Linked DNA regions of Mus musculus: region 1 is linked to region 2. Evidence: chromatin contacts called from public Hi-C data. All regions are on one chromosome and are shown on one strand. Each heading gives the region's core, a stretch centred on a gene start, on an enhancer-like site or on the middle of the called end of the contact. The rest is flanking DNA. Distances are from core to core; before and after follow the strand shown.

Region 1 (2,700 bases), core at 15-2,514, 36 kb after region 2:
CAGCTGCAGAGCCTTAATTGTTTCAAAGAAACAAAGCAAACTCTACAGAATTGTTTAATAGGTCGCAGCGACCCTTGAGCTGTCCAGGCAGGGACCAGCCCTTGAGGCATTGAAGAAGCGTTTTCAAAACAAAACAAACAAACAAATAAAACCGGGAGGCTGAGTTCCTGTGAATTTTTTGGTCTTTCGTTTGAGGACTTTCCTTTATGGGAAAGATTTCTGCTGCTGAATGCCAGAGACTAGGGGAGTGCGAGTGGAGGGCAGCTCTGCTTTATTGGAGTCCCCATTCTTAGGGAGGAGAAAGGTCAAAGAGGGGGTGGAGTGGGGTGACGGGGAGCCGGAGGGTGTCACTTCGGAACCGGCTGGGGTTGCAGCAGCTGGATTGCTATGGATGTGACAGAGTAGAGATGGAAAGGATACTTTTAATCTCCAGCGGGCTAGAGACTCAGTGGACTCTGCCAAGGAGATGAAAAGAACTTCTAGCCCCAGATGACATACGAAGACATTGAGGCAAGGGGGCTCGCCCTAACAGTGAAAAGGAGTGGATAGGGTAAATCTCCCAGGCGCAGCCTCTTCCAACCCTATTCGGCTTCCAGTCCCATACCTCAACTGTTCTCATCGGAAGAAGGGGAGAAGCGCGAGCGTGCTGATCCGGGACCGAGCCCTGGGTCTCGCGACTCCATGCTGGCTTCCCTTGCTCCCCCGCTTTTCCCAGGCTACCCCCTGCACCTGAAGACCCTTCCCGGTGCAGGTCCGAAGCCGGAGCATCCAGAAAGCCCAGAGCCAACTCCCAACCCGAAGCCCTCCCTGCAGCGCGCGGCATTCCATTCCTCTCCGGGATGCGCCCCGCCGCGACCTCCCAGAGCACGCCCAACGTCGCCGAGCAGCGCTTTGGGATCTGGACTTCGGATTCCCAGTCGTCCCCCTCCCCCGTGAACCTCGCCCTCCGAGGGCCTCCTGGGCTGCGGGAAGGAATTGCGGGATCCTAGCCGGCCCCAGACTAGCTCGCGCCGCGCCGCGCTCAACTTCGGGGCGCAGACCGGTGCGGGCGGCAGCTGAGGGACCACGGCGCGGAACTGGTGCCCGCACCATTGTCGCCTGTAGAACAGGTGGCCAGGCGGGGACCCGGGTCCCTGATGTCTTGCAGCTCACCTCCCTTTCCAGCCTAGAACAGGGGCGCCCCGGATCCCAACGAGATCCCCCTGCCCGCTGCCCTGTCCCTGAGATCCAGGTACCTCCGGCTCCCGCGTCGGCGGGCGGCTACTGCGGCCCTGGAGGGCGGTGGCTTGAGCCCAGCGGACAGGAGCGCCGCCCCTCCAGCCCTGGGCGGGGTCTGGCGTTTCTGCCCCACGGGTCCCTCTCCGCCTGCAGCTAGTCCTGTCTAGAAATGGGGGTGGGCACGACCTGAGTCATCAATAGCCAGTAGCCAACAGGTGTGAGCCGCCTCCCGGCCACCCACACCTCACTAGTCACAATCCTATTCTAAACCTTCCGTTTCTCTCTCCAGCCCTTCTGCCCCAGAGCTAGCAATCCTCCTGCCTCAGCCTCCCAAGTCACTCCTCCAAGACAGGGATGAATCCCCTACCCATGGCTCTATTTTTTTCCATTTAACAGATGGAAAAAAAAATAAAAAGCCAGGCTCGAAGCGGTTTGGTTAATTACATAAATGTTGTGCAGTTGAGAAGGGGCGACATCTGAGACTTGAGTCATCCTGACGCCACTGCCCAGCAGCGTCTGTTCCAAGTACTCCTCACTCCCTGCTCTGGCCTGCTGTGACCCAAGGAAGGGCCGGGCCCACGGCATGGTGTTCCCTAGTGGCGATTTCCCCCGCCAGCTCTCCTCTCGGGCTAGATGCCAACGTGCCCTCGCTGCCTGCCCTGCTTCATCTCTCTCACCATACAAACCTGTGTCCAGGCCGCTGAGAAAATGGAAACACCCTATCCCAACCCTGAGAACAGCCTGGGTAAACAGGCTTTGTAAAAGCGAATCTGTGGAAAATTCTCACCCCTTCACCCCACTGCTGACAACTACCTAGCTCTTGGCTATGCCCACCCTTTCTCGTTTTCCAGGAGATCCCCAGCCTCCAGCTGCTAGCCGTTGCTGCTCCTGCCCCTCTTGCCTCTTCGCGGGCCATTCCCATTAGTGCTCATCACTCCCAGGTTTGATTTTTTTGGTTTGGCTTTGCCAGACTGCTTCTCATTCTAGCCCACGGCTTTCTTGTAAACCACAGTGGCCTCAAACTTGTGACAACCCCTCTGGCTTTCGCCTCCCAAATGCTGGGATAACAGACTTTGCTCATCTTAAAACTCAAACAAGGAGCCCTGCCAGCCGTGGTGGTGCATTTCTTTTCAATCCCTGCATTTGGGAGGCAGGCAGGTTTCTGAGAGTTCGAGGCCAGCCTGATTTATATAGAGCTTTTTAGGCCAAGCCAAGGCTACAGAGTATTGGATAATGAATGGTATTGTGTTGAAGACCCTTCCGCAGTTAAGAGCAATTGCTGCTCTTCACGGGGAGCCGAGTTGGATTCCTAAAGCCCACACCAGAAGGTTTACAATTGCCTGTAACTCCAGCTCCAGAGAATCTCACGTCTTCTTCCAGATTCTGAGGGTACCTGCACCCACACAGCTACACAGATGTACTCATAAGTAAAAAAAAAAAAAAACAAAACTTAATTCTTAGTGTGATGGATGCACACAGGTG
Region 2 (2,792 bases), core at 190-2,689:
GGAACTGAACCTAGGTCTTCTGCAAGAGCAACAAGTGCTTTAAACCACCAAGCCATCTCTACAGCCTTGCACTAGACAGTTAACTTAGTACTTGTTTTCTTAACTAACAACTATTTTTCCCAGCTCCTCTTGCAGCTACGGCGAGTATAGCCTAGTCAATAATGGCAGAAATGTGGCCAGTCCTGGTGGCAGACACCTTTAATCCGAGCACTCAGGTGACAGAGGCAGGCAGATCTCTCTGAGTTTGAGGCCAGCCTGGTCTAAATCTGAGCTCCAGGCTACATAGTGATACCTTGCCTCAAACTCACTCATTCACTCATTTATTCATTCAGGGCTGGAGAGATGGCTTAGTGGTTAAGAGTACTTGCTTTTCTTCTAGAGAATGGGGTTTAGTTCCCAGTACCTACATAGTGACTCATAATCACCTGTAACTCAAGGTGCAGGAGATCTGATTCCCCCTTCTGGTATCCATGGGCACCAGGCAAGCATATGGTACACACACACACATGCAGGGAAGCACTTGTACTTATAACATAAAAACAAATAAGAAGTAAAACACAGCTGGGTGTGGTGGCGCACGCTTTTAATCCCAGAACTCCGGAGGCAGAGGCAGGCGGATTTCTGAGTTGGAGGCCAGCCTGGTCTACAAAGTGAGTTCCAGGACAGCCAGGACTATACAGAGAAACCCTGTCTCGAAAAAAAACAAAACAAACAAACAAACAAACAAACAAAAAAAAACAAAAAAAAACAAAAAGAAGAAGAAGAAGAAGAAGAAGAAGAAGAAGAAGAAGAAGAAGAAGAAGAAGAAGAAGAAGAAGAAGAAGAAGAAGTAAAACACAGGAGTGGCAAGGAAGTGGCGATCTCCAGGTGAGCTCTGCAGGGTAAATGTGGATGCAATGACAGTAGCTGGAACAGCCACTGGGGAATCATGAAACAAAAGCTGGACATCCAGAGGCAGAGAGAGATTTCAGAAGCCTGGAAAGTTCAGATGACTTAGGGGACATCACTAATTGAACCCCCACTCTCCATGTTCTAGCCTCTCATCTCAGAAAAGCCAAGCCTTTGTTGTCTGAGTTGCTATTAACTCTATCTGTCTGTTTCATGCCTGAAACTCTCATGTTCCGGAAGATGCTGCCTGGCTGGGAGTCCAGCAGCCAGCCCAGGCTATCTCTGGTCCCTGCCAGTCCTGTGGTTGCCGGGGGCAGCAGGGCTGGGCTGTATGCTCACCCATCTTCTCTCATTCCCTCAGATATGCTTTCCCTTAACCCCAGTCCTGACCTTTCATGATGGATCTGTGGGTTAGACTACATTTAAAACTGAAATGGAAAAAATAAAAAGAGTCCAAATGGAAAAAATGAGCCTCTGCTTGGAGACAGGGTTTCTTGCAGTCTCTCTGAGAGGCCAGAGAGTTTATAGCTGTTGTACAGTATCCAGGAGAAAGCTTATGAAATATTATTCCTTTTACCCCCTTTTACCAAAACATGAGTCATTTTTTTAATTGACTCTGAGTTTTCCCTTTAAGCCTGATTTCCCAGCATGCCTAGGATATAGCACTTCCCAGCGAAGAAATATTTAGGCTCATGTGGTTTCTCTGAAGTCTGGTGGACAGCTGGGGATTTCCCTGGGGGGTAGGGGACAGAATGGGAAGGCTAATAAAGGAAAGGGTTGGGGTATAGCAAGACAGAAATGGGGGAGGGGATGGTCGGAGCCTCTAGCACAGCAGAAAGGAAGCAGGCCAGTGCTGGGCCTGTGAGACACAGAGGTTTACTGTCGAAAAGACAGGATGCTGCTGGTTGGTTCCAGGAGCACAGCCTCAGTTGTAGCCCTCTCTGGGATGAGCAATGCTATAGGCGTCAGTGCCTAGTCAGACTGGACCACCTGAGGAGAAGCAGAAAGCCAGGAAAAGACCTAGGGAGAAGGCTCAGGAGTGAAGCGTGTGGAATACAAGAATGAAGATCTGAGTTGGATACTCAGAACCCAGGCTGGCAGGATGGCTCAGTGGGTAAAGAGCACTGTCTGCTCTTCAGAGGTCCTAAGTTCAAATCCCAGCAACCACATGGAGATCTGACACCCTCTTCTGGTGCGTCTTAAGTCAGCTATAGTGTATGTACGTATACTAATAAATCTTTGGGCCGGAATGAGCGGGGTTGACCAGAGAGAACAGAGGTCCTAAAAAAGACAACCACATGAAGGCTCACAACCATCCGTACAGCTACAGTGTACTCACATACATAAATAAAAAAATCTTTTAAAAAGAAAAGAAAGATTTATAAGAACCCATTGGGGCAAAGGCTGCTGGGAGTGGACCACTTCTGTCATCCCTGTGCTGAGGAAATACACACAGGCGGGTCTCAGGGGCTCACTGACCAGCCAACCTAGCTAATTAGTGAGCTCCAGGTTCAGGGGACTGGAGAGATAGCCCTGACTGCTCTCGCAGCAGACCCTGGTTCAGTCTCGAGTACACACATGGAGGCTCGTAACCACCTGCAACTCTAGTCCAGGGGATCTGACATGTTTTTCCAGCCTCTGAAGGCACTGCATACATGTGACACATACATGCTAGCAAAACACCCATACAGATAAAGTGAAAATAAAGGGGAGAAAAAAAGAAAGTGGAGCATGATTTAGGGACATAAGAAAACAGGTAGTGTCCACCTCTACACATATATACACACCACACACACACATATATATTCATATACATACTCACACACAACACTCACACACACATAAACACGCGTACTCTCACACATTCACACCCCTCACACACACATGCACTCAGACACACATAT

What was found. Hi-C and Micro-C count contacts between places; a contact is called where the count stands out from the background.
Region 1: a contact with region 2 is called in a Hi-C map of the N1E-115 cell line, with 3 times the contacts expected there. The contact joins the promoter of A4galt here to the enhancer-like site in region 2. A contact is called at or near these places in 4 of 39 promoter capture datasets (the 3T3-L1 cell line, 3T3-L1-derived adipocytes, macrophages and 1 more), 2 of 15 datasets of contacts at CTCF or cohesin (the NIH/3T3 cell line and pro-B cells), 29 of 484 Hi-C or Micro-C datasets (B cells, the Ba/F3 cell line, the C2C12 cell line and 17 more), 10 of 115 datasets of contacts at active chromatin or transcription factors (craniofacial prominence, embryonic fibroblasts, embryonic stem cells and 4 more) and 2 of 9 other capture datasets (adipose tissue and pancreatic islet).

The regions. Positions count from the first base shown.
Region 1 is chr15:83,250,465-83,253,164 of GRCm38.p6, forward strand. It overlaps A4galt (alpha 1,4-galactosyltransferase), which reads right to left and starts at 1,265. Exons shown (of 3, transcript NM_001004150.4): 1 at 1,236-1,265.
Region 2 is chr15:83,214,397-83,217,188 of GRCm38.p6, forward strand. No RefSeq gene overlaps it. Among named protein-coding and RNA genes, the nearest start is that of A4galt, 36 kb to the right of the region's middle. Within about 2 kb of position 1,440, at least 103 of the 459 cell types and tissues checked have an H3K27ac peak or open chromatin away from gene starts, as enhancers often do. A contact at or near this core is called in the C2C12 cell line, the CH12 cell line, the HL-1 cell line and 11 more, where this site is marked.